2 separate regions of the Hordeum vulgare genome follow, and region 1 is linked to region 2. The links are chromatin contacts, called in public Hi-C maps. All regions are on one chromosome and are shown on one strand. Each heading gives the region's core, a stretch centred on a gene start, on an enhancer-like site or on the middle of the called end of the contact. The rest is flanking DNA. Distances are from core to core; before and after follow the strand shown.

Region 1 (6,578 bases), core at 2,127-4,626, 84 kb before region 2:
GTATTTTCATCATGGACAGGGAGAAGATGTATTTGAGGCATTCTGAATTTGCAATAGACCGGCAGTTTTACCTTTGTAATTGGGGCTTCATAGAGGATGATTCTTTACCTAATTAATCAGTCCCTTGAGCATAAATGACTTTAAAGAAGTAATATGTGATTAGAGATTATTTCCCCGGCAGAAAGCCTACATGGCATTATTTGTCTAGCACATTACAGATGAAATATATTGCTAGGACTTGTGGCGTGTAACAATCTGGGTATAATTATACTTCTTTGCTGTAGCCATTTAATTATGCACCTGCTCAACTGGATTGGCTATTTGGTATTGATCTACTGATTTTGCTCATGTAGGGAAGACACGGAAACAGTAGACCTTGATGTCAATCTGTTCTTCAAGGCCATGGAGTCAGTGTTAGGAAGGGCTTCACAAGAGGAAGCTGGCAATGATACCGAAGCTGATAGAAAATCCTCCTCATCTGACATGGACTTTGGTACGCCACCTTCTTCCAAATCTCATTTCTTCATAAGTATCTTCCTTGCACATGGTTAGCTAGTACAGTATTATTTTGTATCCTTTGACCATCTTCTCATAGATAAATTGATAAATATTATTTATTTATTTAATCTACCTTTCCACAATATCCTCCTATCTTTGTTGCATCAGTCACCATTTTGATTTAGGAATTCTTGTTTGCTGTGGAACTGCGTGTTATTAGAAATTGAAAGTGCTTTTGTTGGTGCAGATGATTCTGATTTCGAGAATGATTCTACTGAAGAAGCTGGCGAAAAGGATATGGATGATTCTTTCATGGAATCATATTCGGATGCTTTGAATGAAGAGCTAAGTAAGACTACTATCGAGGAAACCTTTTCTCGAGCACAACACCCTAGCACCAACAGTGAGGTAAACTTCCTTTGGGGCCTTGTAAGCTTTCATCTTGTCATCTTGTGTTCAGGATAGGGCACTACCATGTGGACTGCTTGCTCAAACTTATTACCCTTTATAAGCCATTAGTATTGTTAGTTTGTTACACTATTTGTAGGCTAGGTTTTAAGAAAATATATGCATAATTGGAGTGTGATTTTGAAAAGGCACATTCTTAAATTGCATGTTTAGCATATGGGGGGTTCAAATGTAGAACAGATCTCAGTACGCGCATACTCAGTCGGTTTAAAATCATGAAGATTCCGTTAGAACTTCGTCAAGCATTAATAGTCTTTAGTGGTCAAAGTGAATGCCACAAACATGTAAGAATGTCAGTATATCATGCTATGTTGGAACACATGAGTTGACTAGTTGGATATCAGATATGGTTAACAAACTGTCCAAATCGACAAAGTTTATCATTTAGCTGCAGACACCGTTTCTTTTCCAGTTCAAATGTAGATAATCTCATGTCTTCTGTTTGTACATTTCTGTTCTCCCAGATAACCAAGGTCAATTGTGTATCCAGCTTACTTTAGACATTCCATAGCTGCACTTATGGCATACTAACAAATTCTCAGTTGCGAACTTGAGGCCGGTACGATTCTTGCTAGAGGTCGGTGTTGTATGATTTGACTAATTGGCGGCTGCGTTATTGTTTTGCCTTGCAGGGTCCCTCGAATGCCGCTGATAGTGACGGGGAGATGGCCCCAGTCGATGTGAACCTAAACCTTGTGGAGAGCTTTCTTAACTCGTACTCGTCTCAACAAGGCCTTCCTGGCCCGGCCTCCAATCTGCTTGGACTTATGGGCGTGAAGGTACCACCTCCGGACGGTAAAAAGCCGTGATATTTGTGTTTGCTAGTGTACACTTGAGATTTCAGGAAACATAGGAGAAGAAGCGAGAATAGTGTTACGCATCGAGGTCTATATGTTTTGCTTCCCGATCTGTTGTTGTAAAACTGCATCTCCTTACGTTCTGTGTAATCTTACTGCTGTACTACTATACGCAAGCCCTGTATACCACTGCACTATGCAAGCAGTTTATGAAGACGTCTTGGGCCATGTCCAGTGTGTTTGGCAAGTACAGGCGCAGTTAGAAGCTGTTTTGCCCGTGCAGGCATCGTCGTTCGAGTTGGAGGCTGATGCTCAGTTTCGGGCGGCATCGTCGTTCGAGTTGGAGGCTGATGCTCAGTTTCGGGCGGCATCGTTGCTCCAGTTGGAGGCTGATGCTTGGAGCAATTTGCCCGTGGGTTTTGTTGCCAGGCGCGTCTGAGATCTGTTGTTAGCGTTTGCGTAGATGCTTAGTACAGGATATAAAACCCGTCATCTTTTACTACCGTTATTAGGTAAGAAGAGTCCTTGCATTGGACATGCCCGTAGTCAAAAGGTGAAACATTGTATGTAGAATTGTCTGAAGCTTGTGTTCGGGCGGCATCGTTGCTCGAGTTGGAGGCTGATGCTCGGAGCAATTCGCCCATGGGTTTTGCTGTCGGGCCGGCTGATTTCTCCAGGAAATACGCTGCCCTTTCCCGTCCGTTGGACGGGTCAACATAATGATGCTTCGTTATCATGCTGCTTAGTTCTCCTTTGACCATCTTGCTTCAGCCGTTGGAACTATCATCGCAACAGCTCGTTAGCATCAACTATCATCGCAACAGCTCGTTAGCTCGTTAGCTGATGCTACGCCGCAGAGCAAAAATCTTGGGCGTTGCATCGCAGCCCCGCCGTCGGCGAGATCAGTGGTCACATCATCTTGGGCGTTGCATCCCAGCTCCACCGCCGGTGAGATCCCGGTGGAGCGAGACCCATGGTCGCAGCGCTTTGGGTGTCACATTGCAACTTCGGCGCCGGCGAGGCCCATGGTCATAGCACCTCATGCGTTGCATTGCAACTTCACCGCCGATGAGTTATGCAAGTTGCAGTTCCTTGGGTGTAGCATTGCAGCTCCGTCGTCAGTGTGTTTCCCAGGTCACAGCATCAAAGCGTGTTACATTGCAGCTTCGTCCCCCGGCGAGCGGCTGGCCCTCGTTGCATTCCAGCTTCGCCGCTCGCGAGATCCACGAGTTGCATCATCAGTCATGTTGCTTTGCAGTCCCCCAAAAAGTTTCAACACAACTTCGACGAGCATTGCGCTCCGCGTCGTCGCGTCACCACTGTCGCAGGGGCAGCCCGCGCCCCATCTCGCCGCACCGAGCATGCTCTGTAGCACAGGAGAATCCCTTGTAACGAGCGGCTGCCTTGCCTGCAGCCCGGTACCCGAGCCACCGCCGGTGGCCCTTAGCACGACGTGCTCCCCTCGAATTCCAGCTCGCGACACGGAGCAATCTTCCTTGTGTGGCAAACGAGAAAGATAGGGAAATGGGAAAGCGACGGGGTGAGGACCTGTGGGAAGGAAGGAGATAAGGTCGGGAATGAAAGCGGTGGCGGGGCTCATATGACACGTGTAACTCGGGAGAGGAGGCTTACATGAGGGAGATATCATGCGGATGATCTTAACGTTTTCCTTTGTTGCCAGGCGTCTGAGATCTATTGTTTGAGTTTGCGTAGGTGCTTAGTACAGTATATAAAACCCGTCATATTTTACTACCCTTGTTAGGTAAGAAAAGTCCTTGGAATTTTGCCTATTTTTAGGCCAGCCCAATATATAATTTTAGAAAATTCCTAATAAATCCCAGAGGCCTATGCAGCCCATTTGTGTAAGGTAAGAGGTGGAAATGTTTAGTCACACATTGCTAGTTTAGTGGAAGTTGAACCTTCTTATAAGGAAGGATGTTTCCACACATGTATGAGCTTGAGAACAAGAGAGACATACACGCACTCCTCCTCCGCCGTCCGTCTCGTCACACTGCAGGAATGAGTCGAGCCGAACTAAATTTTTGCCACACACGACTAGTATACAAAAGGTCATTCGGAAGCTGAACGTTTTGCTGTAGTGGATATTGAAAGCGAACGCAACACTCTTCGGCCGCTGTCTGTTCGTTTCGTCTCCCTCGCTCTCTTCGGCTCCCGTCGTTGGCCTCTCGCCTCCTTCTCTTGCGCCTATAAAAGAGAGGTCGCTCCTCTCCAGAGAAGACGCATCAGAACTTCCTCTCGCCATCGGTTCCTTTCTCTGTGTTGCTTCTACGCTCTTCCCCATCCCTACTTGCGGTGTGCACCGTAGGTCGGGACAGTAGGCCTCCGAAACTCCGTCTCTTCGAGTCCTGTACGGGAGAAGGGCGATAAGGTTTTTGGGGAGCGCTCAATGCGACTACTGGCTTCCATCACGGACACCGACGATCTCTTCGCAGACGACGACTACTTCCCCGACGTCGACAACCTCTTCGGTAACATGGCCAACGACAACACCAACACCAACCCTACTGCTGCTGCAACTCAATACGTACTCATGTTATTTTTTGTTGAGTTCCTACCGCAACTTTTTGCTATAGTTTCACTTCTAGATATGTTCCTTTTTGCTCATCACTCCATATGATGTCTTGTGTATATAGAACGGCTCTACACATGTTCTCTTCTAGGTCATATGTGCACTGTCTTTCGTCGTCTCATCTTTATATTCCATGTCTTGTTTCATCTATTTTATGATAGTCATGTTTTCCCTAGTTTTTCTTTTAATAAAATCATATGGTAAATTGCTCATATTTCCAACAGGAACTAGTGTCTCGCCCGGGGATTTAAGGAGGGGGGGGGGGAGCCAGTACGCTGCGAAGGAACGCTGATGGCCGCTCCCAGTGCCGCTACTGATTTGAGGGCGGGGACGAAGCGTCGGCGGGTCGCGATGCCATGAAGAAATTGGAGGAAGCCTTGGGCAAGTTCGATATGTCTAAGGAAGAGGCTACCCCCGTGGTGATCGACGCGACTGGTGAGGTGGTTGCTGGCTGGTAAAATTCTCTGCCGAAACCAATTCCATATCGAGACCATCACCAGTGCCCTTGGTCCGGTGTGGGGAAACCCACGAGGCTTGAAGTTCATATCAGTAGGAATGAATACATTTGTATATGAATTCAAGACCCAATGTGATAGAGATCGTGTTTGGGGTGGATCGCCATGGCATATCAACAAGCATGTTGTGGTACTTGCGGAATACGATAACTGTACAAGGCCGGACGAACTCAAGTTTGCTCGGCTCCAAGTTTGGGCGCGGGTGGTGAACCTGCCCTATAATTTGAGGGGTGAGTCTTGGTGGACTCCCAGTGCAAAGCAGATGGACAAGAACCCACAATCTGTGAGTTTTGATCATGGTGATGGTTTTCTGAGAGCACGGAACACAATCGAGGTGGAGAAACCTTTGCATAGGTGGATTTTGATTGACTGTGCCAAGAGGAAGAAAATGGATATGTATGACATTCAGTATGAGCAGATTCCATATACTTTTGTTCCTATTCTCGCAGTCTAGGGCACTTTGAATTGTATTGGCCAACGCCGGGCTCCCGGGATGAGAAGGGGGAGCTCCCGTTTGGACCAAAGCTCCACGCGCCAGATGATTACAGGAAACCCACGTCGACGGAGCACTCCTCCAGGGATCTAACTCAGGTGCAAATAGCAAGAATGCAACCAGAAACTCAAGGACACATAAAGATGCTCATGAGGAAGTGGTTTCCCCTGTCAAGAATAAACATCAACATAAGCGTAAGGAAGTACCAATTCAAGTCTATCGGCGTGTGGCAAGAACCTCTTTGCTGCTTATCGATGGAAGGAATGATGCTGTTGAGGGGGGAACTGGTCTGGGGATGATTGATACAACTTCAGCAAGCAACGACGTGGATGAGGGTGCCGACCGTAGCCCAAAGAGGAAGAAACCTACCCCTGAAAATCTGGCAGAGGTTGTGGCACGACCCTACCCTTCCCAATGAGTTGTATCAGTGATGACCCACAAGTGTAGGGGATATATCGTAGTCCTTTCGATAAGTAAGAGTGTCGAACCCAACGAGGAGCGCAGAAGGAAATGACAAGTGGTTTTCAGCAAGGTATTCTCTGCAGGCACTGAAATTATTGGTAATCGATAGTTGTGTGATAAGATAATTCGTAACGGGTAGAAGTAACAATTGTAACAACGGTGCAGCAAGATGGCCCAATCCCTTTTGTAGCAAGGGACAAGCCTGGACGAACTCTTATATGAGGTAAAGCACTCCCGAAGACACATGGAAATTTCTGTCAAGCTAGTTTTCATCATGTTCATATCATTCGCGTTCGCTACTTTGATAGTTTGATATGTGGGTGGACCGGTGCTTGGGTGCTGTCCTTAATTGGACAAACATCCCACTTATGATTAACTCCTCTCGCAAGCATCCGCAACTATGAAAGAAGAATTAAGACTAAGTCTAACCATAGCATTAAACTAGTGGATCCAAATCAGCCCCTTACGAAGGAACGCATAAACTAGGGTTTAAGCTTCTGTCACTCTAGCAACCCATCATCTACTTATTACTTCCCAATGCCTTCCTCTAGGCCCAAATAATGGTGAAGTGTCATGTAGTCGATGTTCACATAGCACCACTGAAAGGATCGATATGGTTGGCTAGAGGGGGGGGGGTGAATAGACAACGACCACTTTTTAATTAATCTTAGCAAGTTAAGGTAAACACCATACGGGTTCACAAATAATACGACAATGAGGTGAACCCTATAGAAGCTAACAACGAGAGCTAGTAA
Region 2 (6,943 bases), core at 656-3,155:
GGAAATTTTCATAGTTCTTGTACTGTTCCAACCTAGCTTTTCTGTAATCCTTCCTGGTAATTTGCAACCTCTCCCATGGTATACCTTGTATATCCTTTCCTGCCCTTGCTTCAGCTGCTGATGTGTCAGTTATCCTAGTGAGCTGTAGAAAATAGTCAAATATCAATACGCTTTAGCTTAATACTCAGAATTTTTATATAAGCATGGAAAAGGGCAAAGAAATAACACATAGTTTTTTTTAAGAAATTATTTGTCCTTACTAAGCTACATCAGTCAACATTTATTCAACCATGCCGTGGTCTTGATGATTAGATAGAGTCAGGTGCAGCCACATAAACAGATCTCATGCATACGCCAAAACATGGCGGTCCCATGTGCTGCTTTCAATTCAGCAGGTGAATAATCAACACGGCTAAGACATAGGTCCTTTTTTTCTAGCAGAAAGCCATGTTTTATGCTCTTTGGTCTTAGCCAATTCAAAAAGAACTGAAACATCGCAGCATCTGCAACGCCTGGTAAAGTGGGGCATTGAAAACTATGCAGTGTGTGCCACTTGTGAAAACGACATTACGGAGAATGGTAAGCCAGATCATTATTGGCTGGAGATAAACACAAGTAGCACATTCGAGCTGCATGATTGGGCAATACTAATCTGCTCCACAAGCACCATTGACATCAAGTCCCCCCTCATCATGAATATTGAATTCAGCACCAAGAGACTAAGAGAGGAAATATCAGCACCACAAACTAGACACGGTCTAAAAGTAGCTTTTGCGCGCCCTTTTGAGTATAATCACTGGACTAAGGTTCCTCTCGCGACACACGCATGTTTTGAACGAGAAGATTGCGCGCCTCGCATAATATACTAGTTCTTTTTTAGAATATATGCTACGGTTGTTCTGTCGATGGCAAGTTATGTTTCTCTACTCTGTCGTAACATAACAAACTACTGCGGCTTTTAACTTATAGAATGGATAATTCTCGCCCGCAGGTAGAAGCGGTGAACACACCAGAAAGCTAAGCTGATACCACGGCATTAAGAAGTAAGAACCTCTCTCCGCGATCGGGTTTCAGGTTGAACCTAATTAATTGTGAGTGGAGCTTCAATCCATGCCCGTGGGTTTCTTTTTTTTTCTGTTTGGAAAGAGCCAGCCGCTACACTAACAAGGACAGGCAAGCCACTGATAAACTCCTGAACAACCTAAGCAAGATCACGCTCGACTTGGAATCGTACTATAAAGAGAAAGGAACCTCAGACAACCAATCAAATAATCGAATAGCCGAAAGCGGAACCGCGGATGTTGTGTGCGATCCGCGATTCGGAGAAAGCAAGCAGCGCAAGCCGCCCACCGCGGCACCAACCAATGAACCAAAGGAACGAGGTTACCGACCAGCGCGTACTCGTCGTCGTCGCCGTCGCCGCCCCCGCGGCCGTGCTGGAGCTCGCTTCCGGCCTCCGCGTCGACGTCGACGTCCACGTCCATCTCGCCGTCCGACGCGCCGCCGTCGTAGTCGTCCACCACGTGCCCCGCCGCAGCTTCCCGCACGCTGGCGGCCATGAACCAACCACCTGCGCGAAACACCGAACCAGCCGCTCAGATCAAACCCGCGCGGACGGAGGCGGAGAGACCCCGCGCCTCGGGGAGTCGGGGGGCGAAGCGAGCGGAGGGTCCGGAGCCGTACCTGTGCCGCGCTGTGTCTGCCGCGCGGGGCAGCGCCGGGCGCGTAGGGCAGGGACGGGCCGAGGAAGCGGGGAGGGGATGGGGATGGAGATGGAGAGGGAGGAGCTGCGTCGGCGGCGGGGCGGGGGGTGAGGATGGGGGTGGGGGTGGGGGTGGGGGAGGGGAGGAGACGTGTGGAGGGGAGGAGGGCAGCGCGGCTGGGCGTGGGCGGGCGGGCTGGCGCTCCCCTTTTTGTGCCGTGCGGCGAAGCGAGGCTCTAGACGGCAATGGGCTCGCTCGATCCGGGATTTGTTTGACAGCGACCCCGGGGGATGGATGCTGGGGGATCAGGCCGCCCGCGCTCTACGTACAGATACATACGTACATACTCCACGGGAGCCTCTAGAAGCCATACGATCGAGTAGGGATGAGCGCTAGTCGTCTTGTGATGATTGACCACACCCCGGTGCTGCCGCTTTTCTATCCGTTTCCGTCATGTGTTTTCTGCGAGGGCCGCACTAAACAAACCCAAACGCCGTTTTTCTCTAGGACAGGCAGGCAGGGGGTAGGAGCGGGCACGCAAGCGCTCCCCCTCCCCCCCCCCCCCCTTTGTGGACTGCATGTAATTGTTGGATTAATTATTAACTGCTGGTGTGTTTGGTTTGGTTTTAGCCAAAGTTTTACCCTGTTGACATGGAAGGAACACGCTAGCGCTCATCCGACTGATCGAGCTGCGCGCGTCGACCCTCTCCGTGACCGTTGGATCTGATTCTTTCATGGGACGGCGCGCGGCCATCTTCACCCTTTTGCAACTTACCCCATGTTGCGGAGCAAGGGAGCGCGGCATGGTGCTTCGTTGTAAAGGTTGCGGCTGACTAGACGATGGGTCGGACGAAACTGGTTGTGATTGGTAATTCGGTATGGCATTGTTTGTTTGATTATTGCGACACGTGATATGTCGTGAAGAAAGCAAGAGCGACGAGGTGCTCGCCGCAAAGGTTACAATTGACTCGACGGTGGGTCGAACGGAGCTGGTTGCGGTCGGTATGAAACGGTTCAAGCATTGACATTGTTTCTTGCAAAGCAAATGGCTATAACATGAGGCATGTTGCAAAGGTTGCGACTGACTAGGCAATAGAACGGGTTGTTAACTCACGCGCCATCCAACACGTTCGTCATCAAAATAGGTTACCTAGGCAAATGATTTTACTTATTTATTATTCGTGTGTTGATTGACATCAGCAAGTAAAAGAAAATAGTTACTAATATGCATTTGCGTTTTCAAGCTAAATTATGGGAAACTCTTCACATCAGCCGATGGGTTTAATGTGCGCGTCTGCCGGCTGCCGCGTTTGACACGTGTCGTCTTGAACCCATTTACGTGACTATGATCTTATTTACTATAACGAGATCCATACGCCTCTCTACCTGACTTCTCCTCTATCTCTCTTCACCTTTTTTGTAACATGATCTTTGTTGTAATTTTTTTGCAACAAAAGTCTTGTTGCGGGAATACAAAGAAGACGAAAAAAGCGTTGTTGCAAACTTTGCAACTATAACTTTTTTTTTGCGATGAGCAACTAGAACGTTTTGGTAGGAATACAAAAAAAAGATCGAAGATGCCCCTGTTGCAAAAAAGTAAAAATTGTAACAGGGCCCATGTTGCAATTTATTTTTCTGCAACACGGCATATGTTACAAAAAAATGCAACACAACCTATGTTACAAAACACCCACAACATAACCGGCGTTACACATGTTTCTGCAACGACACCTCTCTTGCAAAGTAGAGTAAGATAGATTGTGTTATATCTGACAGCTCGCAAGATGGCGTATTTTTTGAAAATATCTGCCATTCGATGCGCAGCAAGCCTCCTGTGGCAACCCGAGACCGACGTTCCAAAAGATTCCCCTTTTATTCCGTTTTCGTCGTGTGGTTCGTATGTTTGTTGCATTCATCATCGCATCATCTGCATTGCATCGGCACTCCGTTGCTGCAGGTTTTCAAAAACTTGCATCCGTTATTAGTTGCCGGTTCTCTCCGTGTTTGTCGTTGACCGTCTTGAGACCAACCACACACGCACTCGCCTGCGACATCGTTTACATATTGTTTTTAAAAGTGTGTATAAAATATTCTTGAACTGGGTTAAAACTTGGCATGCGGTCTTATTTTAATATAGGTAATCCGCCTACCAATTTTCGTCGCAATCGAAGACCATCTGGTACCCGAACGGTCGACCGTAGCGACACCGTCTTCGGTCTGTAGATTATCTTTCATTGCAAACCTAATCAAAAAAAGAAAAAAAAAAGAAAATATTTTACTTCAGCTAACTTATCAACTCTATCTCTAGAGCAGGAAATGTATTATTGGTCAGTGAAAGGTTCACACAAAACTAAAACACGGGTTGGCCCGATATCTACCAAAAAAACAGTCTACGGTTGTGATGATATGGCATTCTTTGGTTTAGTTCCATATGTATGTTGGTTTATGCAATTATGGAGAGTGTCATGCTTTGGACGAAAAAATCATGTTAATTATGTAGATTTGCATTATTTGGACACGGAGAATCACACTAACCAATGAAAGTATCATCGAGCACTGGATGAAAGGATCACATTAATTATGAAGAACGTCGTTCTTTGAAGGGAAGAATCACTAGAATATTTATGCCCTTGTTGTAATGCACAAACAATCAGCTAGTGTCTTGTAAGAAGATGAATTGGATGATTTTATTTTTTAAACAAAGTACAAACGCACATGCTCACATACATGCACATACACTCATCCATATGAACGCACATATGCTATACCTCTATAAGCATCTCCGAGATACTGAGTCGGATAACATCTTGGATTAACGAAGTCACCATGGGCGCCTTCATAGTCGGCGGGAACGTCTCCTTCCACAAAACAAACATCGCCGTAAAGCTTGAAATAAAGCCAGAAAAAATGTGAGCACTAGTGTCAAATCTAGAACTTGAACCCTAGTGGTCTGATTTCACAGCAAGGAACCTAACCAACATTGCTACGTTATGTTCGCTAACGGGATGGTTTCTGACACGAAGACGATGCCACTTTCACATCGTTCACAATGTTCATTACTTTTGTTTGCATAACATGGCGAATGTCTTTCATAAGCGCTTGTTTCACACGTAGACTATTTGATCAAATTAAAACTTAACACTTTTCCATTTTTAAAGGTAGGCAAGTTTTTCGATTTTACCAAGTCTAGCACACCCTACACATGCAAGTCTACGAGTTTTGTAGTGGAAATTAATGACATTGTAAGTGTAAGTAACGAAGGATTAGGAAGATCAGACGCAATGAAGACACGGAGATTTTTGGCATGGTTTCGATAGATGGTGTTGTCGTATGTCCATGTTGATGAAGACTTCAACCCATGAAGGATAACAGTGAGCAAAAGTGATACGAACTCCAAAATACCACTACGAGATTAGTTATTTTGAGTTGAAATGGGGAACTTGTAGTATCACATTTATTATTCGGTTAAATTCTATTTAAAATGAGGAACTTGTAGTGCCGCCTCTATTATTCGGTTAAATTCATTTGGGATGAGTAACCATTTTTACTTGCTGCTCATGAAAATTAAGTTAGTACTAATTACGTGTGGACTTTGAGTGTATCTGTAGATAGTTAAATTCAGTTGCGATGTAATGATATTGTCTTTTGCCGCCATGTTATCAGTACACGTGCCATCTTCTTATCCTCGATTCTTCCAATATTATTGTCTTTCTTTCACTTTCGCTCACATTTTAACTTATTATTGGCTTGTTTGATAAGTTCAGTTTGTCTTGCTGCAGGGATCCTAATTTAGGCTCTGCACCAATCAACGAGTAGAGCACAACCCTTGAGTTCATCGTGAAGTGATGGCAGTCACATAAAATGGAACATGTAAATCGGCGAGAAGTTAATATTATTCATATGGATTTGAGTGCGTCTCATCTAACTTATGTATGCTATTTACTGTGTTCGTTTCCTTTAGTTTTTGTTATTACTCTGTGAGTACTACCTCCTTTCCAGATTATAAGGCTTGCACGTATTCCTAGATTTATAATTTGATTCAGTTAAAATGAGTTGTATAGTCTAAAAATTATATCATTAGAAAGTAGACGGTTTGAAGTTTTTAATGACATATTTTTTGTGATATATAACGTGTATTACAATGGCCTATTTGTCAACCTAGAGATACGCGTAAGCCTTATAAACCGGAAAGGAGGTAGTACGAGTAATAGGCTCTTGGGTGATGCTTGCTTCGGGGTTTGCTAGCTGTTATTAAGCTTAGCAATGCAAATATCTAGGTGTAGACGTTTGTGCTATGTTTTGGATCTTATGAACTTCTGTTCATTTCCGAAGTTTGCAGAAGTGTATACCAAGTTATTCATCACAAGTACACTAAGCCTTCTAAGATTGATTTGTGTGTATTATATATTTGCCTGTATGAGCACTTGTCACTAATGAATATTTTTTTGACAATGATTGTTAGAGACGGACAAACACAACTGGGAGAAAATAACGGGAAGTACAACTTGTGGTAAGGAAGCTTCAACACACATTTGAAAGGTACGAGCTTGAAGCAATATAGGTTTCAGATTAGTATGGTATAGATCCCTCTTCCATTCTACTTGTTTTTCTTTTGTGATGGATGTGCCTATTCTACTTGTTGGTATGCATAATTGCATATGCAAACAACTTCTTTGCTTCTTCCCGATCTTCAGATTTGATATATGATGTACGTCAGAGTCCTCCCCTAAGATCGTGTCACGTTCAAGATGCGACCATATCCTCAATTTGGCACGAAGGCCTCGTCAGGGATAGAAGCGCATCTCGTCGTGTCGCAAGAATGGATATCGTTACAAGTACATGTATTGAAAAGATGAGATATATATAGAATTGGCTTACACTCGCCACAAGCTACATCAGAGTCACATCGGTACATTACATAAACATCAAGAGTAAGAGCAGGGTCCGACTACAGACGAAAACAAACGACAAAAGAAGAACGACGTCCATCCTTGCTATCTCAGGCTGCCGGCCTGGAACCCATCCTAGATCAATGAAGAAGAAGAAGAAGAATCAACTTCAAATGTACAATCAACGCACTCGCGTCAAGTAACCTTTACATGTACCTGCAGCTGGTGTTGTACTAATCTATGAGCCACAGGGGACTCAACAATCTTATTTGCAAAGGTATCAAGACTAGCAAAGCTTAATGGGTGAGGTATGGTTAAGTGGTGAGATTGCAGCAGCGGCTAAGCATATAT

What was found. A called contact is a pair of places that touch in the nucleus more often than the background predicts.
Region 1: a contact with region 2 is called in a Hi-C map of an unstated tissue, with 6 times the contacts expected there. The contact joins the enhancer-like site here to the promoter of LOC123407811 in region 2. A contact is called at or near these places in 3 of 6 Hi-C or Micro-C datasets (leaf and an unstated tissue).

Annotation. Positions count from the first base shown.
Region 1 is chr7H:50,376,474-50,383,051 of MorexV3_pseudomolecules_assembly, reverse strand. LOC123409677 (protein ecdysoneless homolog) reads left to right here. Exons shown (of 5, transcript XM_045102546.1): 3 at 354-493; 4 at 746-906; 5 at 1,599-1,991. The coding sequence ends at 1,775. Among protein-coding and RNA genes, the nearest start is that of LOC123409677, 19 kb to the left of the region's middle. Within about 2 kb of position 3,376, at least 1 of the 3 cell types and tissues checked has open chromatin away from gene starts, as enhancers often do.
Region 2 is chr7H:50,290,411-50,297,353 of MorexV3_pseudomolecules_assembly, reverse strand. LOC123407811 reads right to left here and starts at 1,905. Exons shown (of 10, transcript XM_045101038.1): 1 at 1,684-1,905; 2 at 1,392-1,570; 3 at 1-142. The coding sequence starts at 1,559.